Linked DNA regions of Canis lupus: region 2 is linked to region 1. A link is a contact called in public Hi-C data. All regions are on one chromosome and are shown on one strand. Each heading gives the region's core, a stretch centred on a gene start, on an enhancer-like site or on the middle of the called end of the contact. The rest is flanking DNA. Distances are from core to core; before and after follow the strand shown.

Region 1 (4,834 bases), core at 699-3,198:
TATATTGACAATGAGCTTGACATACTGATTCACAACATAGATATTGGGAGAGGGGGATGTCACCAGCTAGCAATTTAACGTGGCCCCCAAAACAGTATTCTGTGGAATTTTAAATCAGCTGCAGGCTTAAATGTTACTGATTCGGGAAATCCCTATTTTCCAGCTTTTAGTTTGAACTGGGTATATGATCTCAAAAAGATTTGCTCTCCCTCCATCATTTAGTGGGTAAATTATAATGAGTTGGGATTATAATGTGGATTCCAAAAAGCCAGAAGCCCATGCCCCAGCTACTCATTAGCTGGACTGCAAAACATAAGGAGTAAGACACACTTTCTCATTGACCCCCTTCTATTTGATCAGGGGTGGCATCAAAGCCCAAATATTTGGATTTAGTCTTGAGAGTTAGCACTGCCTTTCTTCCCTCACTCTCCAGTACGCCACCAGGGGGTCCTGGACCACTTACAGTTTTTCATAATGACCATTTAATAAACTGTGCCAAGGAACACTTTGGTATGGCTGCCACTTCAGAGTAGGAGAACACTGGTCCACAGGCATCACGTTCAGCCCCTCACTGTCGTAGTCTTGCACTTCACTGCTGTGACTCCTACTTGTCACTGCAAAGAAATCGGTGTTAAAAAAAAATTTAAAAAAAAAAAAAAAAGAAATCAGTGTTAGATCCTTCTTCCAAGGCTGTTTTTCCTGGACTCACAGACAGTTGCATGGAGCAAATGAACTGGCCGCGTATGAGGAAGAGTGACCATGTAGAAAGTGACAAGTGTTGGGAGGCAGGAGACATGTGGCTAGCCTTGTTTCCTCATCTGTAACAAGAGCAGTTTGGGGTCAGTGATCTCTATGATGCCATCATGAGTACTTGGTGGAAACTCTGCCCTCAGTATCTATCTACTCTACTTCCTGCACAGCATCTCCCCTCTTCCAGTCAACGTGGTTCCAGTGGAGTCCACTCCCAGCCGGAGGAGGGTACGGGGGCCCAGGCTGGACCAGTTAAAGTACAGCATTCACTACTTGCATGGATAACTGCGTCAGGTAGACTCATGGCCCAAGCCAATCCAAGCAGAGTGGACCTCAGCCCTTCAGGGGACACGGGTTCCAAGATGCTGACTCTTTGCTATGAGCTTTAAACCCATGAGATCACAGCCCCAAGAGCTGCTGGCACCATTTTGGTATGTGAAGGAAAAGCCTGTCTGGGACCGTAGCCCACACAGCAGAAGGCAGGGTTGAGAATGAAGGGCACCCAGTTCTGATGTCGTGATTGGAGTTCTGGGATCCAATTCTAAACTCTTGGGTTACAGGAGCCAAGGAATCCTCCAGTTTTGTTTTTTGTTTGTTTTTTGCTTAAGGCACTTTGAGGTTTTGGGGATTTTGTCCTTTGTTTCTTTGTTTTTGTTCATTGCAACCACTACATCTAATCCGTTACAGGTCCCTTGTGGCACTAGCTTTCTGAACTTAGATGAGCTATTTATTCACTTAGGGTCTTACTTCCCTCAACAGCAAAAACAGAAATTAAAGCAGATGTCTTGCCCATCTTGCAACGTTATACAAGCAGAGAGACTATCATAGTACAAGTGAAAGCGCTTCCAGAAGCTAAAGCCAAGATAAAGTGACAGAAAGGGTCGAAAGTATGTAGTATTGACAATACTAAATTGCTATTTTCACATGTTAAAATAACAGCAATTTCACAGGCGCAAGCTACTATTTTTGCATAATCCTTGCAAATTGTCTTAATTTGAGTATGCCTCCAGACCGTGTGATTCACCCTTGGATAATCTTGGTGTAAATTCTATTGGTATGTTTTCTGTTTCTCTTTTAATCCCCCTCCAATCACTCATGCCTGACTTCAGGAGTGAGAGGGAAATAGTGGGTGTTCGTAAGCTCAGGTGCAGGCTGTAAGCACCAACACAGAAGTGTGACATGAGTTCCTGTGGAGCGTGCCCTGAGCCCACGGGTTGGTAAATGCTGGGTTGGCTTTCGCCCTCCCAACTTCCTTTCTTTACACTTGCACTGAGGACTTCCTCAAATGAATAAGTAACACAGCTGTTGCAGGTTGTCTTTGGTCTCAAATGTCATAGAAAATAGGCTTATGGGGGTATCTCTCTATTACATGTCACCTAAGGAAAACAACTTTTTTTTTTTTTCAGTTTTTGTAAACAACCATTTTGAAATGATTTTGCAAAATCATGAAAACCGTTTTCCTGGCTTGGACTGTAGAAGGTCAGCAGCGCAAGGACCTCTCTTCAGGCTGTCACTCCTCCAAAAGTTACCAGACCTAAAAACTTTTCAAAACACACACACACATACACATACACACACACAAACACCTTCCAGGGTTCTCCTGCTTAGACAAAATCCCGAGAAAGGAAGACACTATCCTCCCATCTTTTCTTCCTCTGTCCTCCAGCGGAAAAAGAGGCTAAAAGAAGTTCAAGAGCTTGGAGTCTGGAATCCGACGGGCCTGGGCCTGAGTCACAACTCCACACTCACCAGATGTACAATCCAGGCAAATGGTTTCAGGTCTCTGGGCTTCAGGTTCTTCATCTACAAAACGGGAGTAACAGCCTCCCGGGGCTGCTGAAGGATTCAACGGGTTACGTCCATCCATGCTCAGCGCCTGTCTATCCCCAGTAAGGGCCTAAACGGTGGCACTTTGACTTACCAGTGGCCTGTCATCATCATCACGTGGCCTTGCTTCAGCTCAGGTGCCTCGGCTGTTTCTAAGAAGCCTTGGCCAATACTTCTGCTCTTGGCCTTCGTGAGAACTCAGTCGGAGGTGGAATAACTCACACCGAGTGCCTGAGTGACAATCACTAACTGGGGCCCTTCCTCACTCACTCGTGGTAGCAAGGTCAAGGATCGGGCCTTTCCTGCTTTTTCTCATTACAGCAGCAAAGGGATGGGGCACCGCTCCCACGGGACCGACACAGCCAGGCTTCCCCGCAGGAGGAGCTGGATGTCCGCTGGTGAGACCCCGGGCCCCAGGCCACACTGAACTTCAAGGCAAAAGCCTGAGCCTGGGTGGCTCGGTGGTTAAGCATCTGCCTTCAGCTCGGGGCATGATCCCAGGATCCGGATCGAGTCCCACATCCGGCCCCTTACAGGGAGCTTGCTTCTGTCTCTGTCTCTCTCTCTCTGTGTGTCTCTCTCAATAAATAAATAAAATCTTAAAAAAAAAAAAAAAAAAGCCTGAGCCCAATGCTGGGACCTATCACTGTTCACACTAATAAGAACATCTACTACTCTCGTGTGCTGTCTCCACCACCGCTGTCCCCAAGCGCACCCACACACTTGGCATAGCTCCTCATCAACTCTGCAAGGTAAGGATACCTTTTTGTTTTTTCAATAAGCTTTCTTGACTAAGTACAATATACATAAAAAAAGAATGTATTATTATGCGAGATCATTAGTATGCAATTTGATGCTTCCTAATAAAGTGAATTATACTGGGTAACTAGCGTTGGGCCAAGAAATAGGACATGTCCAGCCCTCTAGAAGACACTCTCGTGTCCTCTTCCAGCTACTACTTCCTCCTGCCCAAGACAAATGACTATTTTGAAATCTAATGCCATAGAGGAGTTTATAGAAATGGAATCCTATGATACATACTCTTATGTGTTGGCTTCTTTTGCCCAATATTGTGTTTATGGGATTCACTCATTGTTGTTGCAAATGGCAGTCATTTGTCATCTCTATTACTGGAGGAATGTACCACAATTTATCCCGCCTTTTTTTTTTTTTAAGATTGTATTTATTTATTCCTGAGAGACCCAGAGAGAGAGGCAGAGACACAGGGAGAGGGAGAAGCAGGCTTCCTGCAGGGAGCCCCATGCGGGACTTGATCCCGGGACCCCAGGGTCACGCCCTGAGCCGAAGGCAGATGCTCAACCACTGAGCCCCCCAGCCGTCCCTTCTCCTGCCTTTGATGGCCATTTGGGTTATTTTCAGTTCGTGGATATTATAAGTAATGCTGCTATGGATATTTTTGTGTGTCTTTTAGTGGGTGTACCTGCATATTTCTGGAAGACATATTCCTAGCAGTGGAATGACGGGGACATAGGATATGCATTAGTCCATGCAGCCAAACTGATTTACCGAGTGGTTAGGAGGTCAGGATTCCTCGTGTCATTTAACAAATGTGGAAACTGGGGTTCAAACACCTGAAATAACTTGCCCTGTGTCATGGCTGCTAAGCGGAAGAGACGGGATTCAAGCCATCCTCTTCCCTTCATGCTACACAGAGGATTTCTTGAGAACACGTAGCAGAAGAGGAATACAAGTGTGAAGGCAGCAAACTGCCCAAGTCCCCACCTGTTGGAAAAACTCATAGCTTGCATTTTTAATGTCTTTCAAAAATGTTCTTTTATACATTACTTTTAAGATAATCTAAGAAATGGGTGAAATAGAAATTATGATCCTCATTTGACAATCAAGAAAAGTCAGTCTTGGGGCACCTGGGTGGCTCAGTTCATTAAGTGGCTGACTCCTGGTTTCAGCTCAGGTGGTGACCTCAGGGTCCTGAGATCCAGCCCCTCAATGAGGAGGCTTCTGCTTGTCCCTCTCCGTCTTCCTTCTGCCCAAGCCCCACCCTGCTTTCACTTGCGTGTGCTCACTCTCTCAATTTCTCCCAAATAAATAAATCTTTAAAAAAAAAAAAAAAAAAAAGAGTCAGTCTCAGAAAGTCCCCAGCTGCTGAGGAGATGAGCAGATACTTTTTCTGATTCCAAAGTGTGAACTCAGCCAGTGCACCTCTCCTGGGGGCCAAAGGCCACCACTCTGGGGCTGAAAAACCCTTTCATATTTGAGGTTCAAACCGTATGAGTCC
Region 2 (4,834 bases), core at 1,569-4,068, 690 kb before region 1:
TGGGGCTCCTGGAAGATCTCCCACAAAGTTAGATCGAAAACATCACATCATCATGACCTTTCTGTGATGTGAGTCTACACAAGAAGCAATATTATTTGACTGTGATTGTCCTGTGTTGGCCTGGTCAGGCATTCATTCGAAAGGCTCTTTCTTGGCAAAGAGTTTGCCTTTAACAGGAGCTATGCTAGAGATCTGAGTGTGAACCCATTCATCCTAGAACTTGACAAATAGTCTAGAAATAAAGTCCTCATCTGGCCTCTCTGTGTCCTAAAATCAGATATTTAAGCCTTCAACAGTTGGTAAAGGGAACAGTAACTAGATTAAGCGTTGCTTTGTCATTATTCTAAGAATAATCACCTGCTCTGAATGCTTTTCCATTCCTTCCCTCTATCTTCTCCATCCTATTACAACCATTTGTTCTACAAGGACAGTTGTCAGTTCATAAACTCACTCAACTTGGCTATGGGTACTTTTTTTTTTTTTTTCAATATTCAGTCCCCAAATCAATAACTGGGGGATCTGAATTTTTCATCCACATTGTGAATTCTTCAGTGACAGAGCGTAAGAACAGCGCATATTGAGAAGAAAAGCCTTAGATTTCCTGACTAAAATATAACTGCCTTTCCTCACTTGGAGGATAATTTTACCCTATTGTGCTTTATTTATTCTTGGTAGAACTCACAGGGATTGTTTTCAGGATAATGTCAGGGTAATTGTTCAAAACTGAGCTATGGGCCAACCCAAGGGCATTCTCCTGGGAATAGCTTGGCTAAAATGTACAAAAGATCTCTCCTCTTATCAAAAATATTTCTCCTTAGACATAAAGATAAGTGAGGAAAGGTTTGACATGAGATAAAAATAACAATGAAATAAGTCAGTGACTAAATGCCGTCTGTGATCTTAGTACAAGGAGGGCAAATAAACTGTCTCCTGGCCTTATGTCTTCATGCTCATTTTATAAGAGGGCGATCTAGAAGCTGCCTTCTGCGCACTGCAAAGGGAGGCCTTCTACACCCTTCCTTTCTTGGTGAGGGTTGGCCATGAGGCAATACCAAATGTTGGTAAATATGAGACCTCGATGCTTCTCGAGCTCTTACAAATTTTTGACGATTTCTTTTTCTTACGGAGGGGAAGGGAGGGGGGCGGGGGGGAGAGAATCGTAAGCAGGCTCCCTGACATGTGCGTCCTGAGCCCCACGGGGGGCGGGCGGGTGGGCAGCTCCATCCCACAACCTTGAGACCATGACCTAAGCCGAAATCAAGAGAGGGTCACTTAACCAACTGAGCCGCTAGTGCCCTTAGATTTTTGTCGATTTTTAATGAACTCTACGTGTAACATGTTCTTCTTGCAGAAACTCTGAAAGCATATTTAAGCCCAAACAAAACCGCAGGAGTTCTCTCGCAGCCAGTCTGACCCCCAGAGACAACCGCCACCGACTTTTAGTGAAGACTTTCATGCACACACGTGGCCTGCTGGCTTACCACACAGTACGCGTGGCTGAGGACAAGGCAATAACCGTGTGCACAGACAGCAACCGTGGTCCTAAGAGGATGGGAGCAGTGGGGCTGCGGGGGGCACAGGGGAGCCGTGGCCATGGCCATGACCTTGTAGGAGCTGGGGCACTCGCAGCAGCTGGGCCCACGGTGGCCGGGGCATGGGGGCAACTGTGCTATGAGTAAAGCCTGGTGGGGGGACGTGGCTCCCACCGGGGGCCCGATTTTGTCCCGGGTATTTTAGATTTATCATCTGCATGAATCCTCGCAATCATCCCCCAACTAAGCCTGCTCAGTGTGCGCCCATCTTCCAGATGCAAAAACTGAGGTCCATGGAGGCCAAGTCACCTGCCCGAGATCTCACAGTCGTAAGGTGCGGAACCTGGGCAGTGTGACTCCAAAATCCACTCTTAACCATAAGTTGCTGGTAAAAAGGATCGTCTGTTCTGCAGATGTTTTTCTCCCCTGTTGTGTTATTCCTCAACGACTTGCCATGACCCCACCTCTACATGTGGCGCGTTTAACGTTTTTTAGAGTTTCCGCGAACTCTTGAGAAAGAAAGGGCAAGTGACCACACTGCTCGGTGTGTGGCTGCCCCCCATTTGGGAACCCCACGGGCCTCGATGCTCCCGAAGGCCCTGTGACTGCTGAATCAGGCAACAAGAAATCAGCCTGGAGAACCCACGCTCAAGGCAGGGGGCTGGTGTTCGCCAACGCGCCGCTGGGGTGGGACTGCCATTCAGCACCCACGGCCAGAGCAGCCAGGGGCTTCAGGGAAACTGTAAAAACAAACCAAAAAAAGGAAAATGTTGCCACTCTGGCTCGGTTTTTAAGTCTCCTGTGATTTTAGATTTTGCAAGCTTCAGTTACGCCTTATACCTGGGACATGTCACCTGGGTGCATCCCCGGGCCCGTCCTTGTGCGAAAGGTGCCCTCTGGAGCTGGACTCCAAGGTAGTGTCAAAACTGAAACAGAAGTCCTCTCCAGAGCATTCGAAAACTGTTCTCTCTTGAAGGATGGGAAATACTGAGTCTTGGGCAAGACGCATAAGCCCCGTCCTAAGTGTGAATTCTCCTGTCCTTTCCTAACGACCTCAGGGCCCGTGCCACACGTGGCAACATTCGAAGTAAATAGGCTGCAAATATGAGATAGTCGTAAGGGAAAAAAGCGACCTCCAAAGTTATCTCGGGACTTTTCTGCTCAGGGTTCCAAGCTGAAGTTTTGATGACATGACTTGATTTAATTTCCACGTCTCTTATCTGTAGTTGATTCTTGTTACTGCAGTTGCTACTGGTTTTTGACTTGTACACAGGAAACCAGTGCCAATCAATTTTGTTCCCATGGTGACAGGAAACCCTGGTTGGTCAGATGTTGATTGTGCTTGCTATTCATGCCCCACCCATCGTATTTTCTTCCCTTTTGGCTGAACTTAAGACAAATTAATCAGTGGTCGACATCTGGCAGACAGTTTGGGTGTCTTCTCAGTGATTTGTTGACCTGCACAGTTAAAAAGTAAAACTCCAGGGCGTGAGACTTGCAGACACTAAATATAAACGCTGCCGGGGGTCCCTCCTAAGGTTTTGTGGGAAAGGCACATCCTTGAGCTTTTTTCACTCAAAGTGTGTGTTTTTTCTCAAGTAATGAAACATCTGTTGAATGAACAGTTCAGCTGATTCACAAGGGTGAGGGGCTTAGCCCAGCTTATTGGGAATTCCAGATACAAAGCGTGTGACGGGGACAAGGAAAGGCTCGGAGAATGTTAAGCTTTTTAACAGGTCTCTGCTGTTTGTGATTCCTCGGTAGCCACCTGCGTGTTTGCTTCCAGCTTGTGTTCCCATTGCACATAAACATGCCCCTTACCACTGAGCACTCTGGAAGCCAATGTCCTAACCCAGAGTGGGACAAAGCCGGCAACTCAATTGAAATCGAAGCGTAAAAACTCAAGCTGGATGACCTTCCCATCCCTCGAAGCCCAGCTTCTCTGGAGCCTCCTCTTTCAAACTCAGTTTAGGACTCCATAAAGAGAAATATTGTACAACTGTCTTCCTAGGCTTGCTGACTATTCCCAGAAGTCATCGGTTCTAAAGACAGAGGGACTACGATGTAGGTCTGATTTTATCAGGCCTAGCGATAGCAAAGATCATGAGAAATGCAATGCAATGTGGTGGAGGGATTTTTTGGCCTTTTTTTTTTTTTTTTTTTTTCTGTATAGGAAGACGAAGGAAGGTAACAATACAGGAAGGTGAGATTAAGATAAACCTAAAAAGGGCAGGTATGTTGGACCGGATAGGCTTTTCCTGTTCCTAAAATGTCTTGTGTTCTTACACAGGAAAAGCATTCTTACTCACCCAAGGCATTTGCAAGTCCTAGGCACAAGACCTAAAAGTGCCCTGGGTTGTGGTGGTAAGAAAGCAGGAAAGAAGTGGGTGGGACGGGAAGCAGCCCTGGTGAGCCCATAACCAGGATGAACTTCCCAAAGGGCAGAAGAGTGTTGGACCATTTATTCATCTGTGTCTCCTTTATTTTGAGAACCGACTCTGCTGCTTTGTTCCTTCTCCGTATTTCCCACACCAGGATTTGAAGACATTTAGAACAAGGGTCAACTCAGGGCGTAGAATCACCAAAGAGTCGGTCGGTGTGCTCGTGGAGAGCTGGCACTCCTTTCGGATTCCAGTATCATCCCATCCGACGACCCTCCCAAAGATTTCTTCCCTCGCTGGATTAGCTGGGGTTGGTGCGGGGGGGGGGGGGGGGGGGGGGAGTTTGATCCCAAAGGAGAGGCCAGGTCTGTGAAACTGAACTGAGATTAAATCGCTAGGAGAAGATTGCAGAGTTTTGGATCCTCATATTTTGCAGATCCTTGTAGCAGAAAACCCCAAGACATTAAATAAATATTGTTAGGCCGTCAGGGAGACCTGGCATTGGCCAAGGCCCTTTAAAAAAACCTAGTAGTGACCCCAAATCCAATCTGGCAGCCAACCTGTAATGCATTGAAAATGTAACCTATAAAAGGCATTTAATATTCTCCCAATTTCCGCCTCATTTTAGTTCTTTAGATTTGCATGATGGTCTATATGGACGGGAGCAGTCCCCTGTGTGCCACTCTTCTTTCCACCTGTGAGCCCGTGCAGTGGAAAGGAGGACACCCCAAGGCCATGGCTGCACTTGTTATTCACAGTAGCAGCAGGTGGCCCCCGCGAGATGCTAGCTGGGATAAATGAGCGTCTCTTCCTGGGCAGCAGTTTGACCATGTGCGACGTCAACTCTGACTGTAACCCAAACTGTTCCTTTGGTTCTTTAGCATCATCCCTAACCTACAAAGCTGAGAGCTTCGGGATATT

Evidence for each region. A called contact is a pair of places that touch in the nucleus more often than the background predicts.
Region 2: a Hi-C map of skin fibroblasts shows a contact between it and region 1, with 2.2 times the contacts expected there. The contact joins two enhancer-like sites. A contact is called at or near these places in 2 of 9 Hi-C or Micro-C datasets (amygdala and skin fibroblasts).

Annotation. Positions count from the first base shown.
Region 1 is chr10:12,134,710-12,139,543 of UU_Cfam_GSD_1.0, reverse strand. It overlaps MYRFL (myelin regulatory factor-like protein), which reads right to left. Exons shown (of 22, transcript XM_038549569.1): 4 at 464-614. Among named protein-coding and RNA genes, the nearest start is that of MYRFL, 14 kb to the right of the region's middle. Within about 2 kb of position 1,948, at least 2 of the 20 cell types and tissues checked have an H3K27ac peak or open chromatin away from gene starts, as enhancers often do.
Region 2 is chr10:12,822,880-12,827,713 of UU_Cfam_GSD_1.0, reverse strand. The region is part of intron 6 of PTPRR (receptor-type tyrosine-protein phosphatase R); the gene reads left to right. Among named protein-coding and RNA genes, the nearest start is that of PTPRB, 72 kb to the right of the region's middle. Within about 2 kb of position 2,818, at least 4 of the 20 cell types and tissues checked have an H3K27ac peak or open chromatin away from gene starts, as enhancers often do.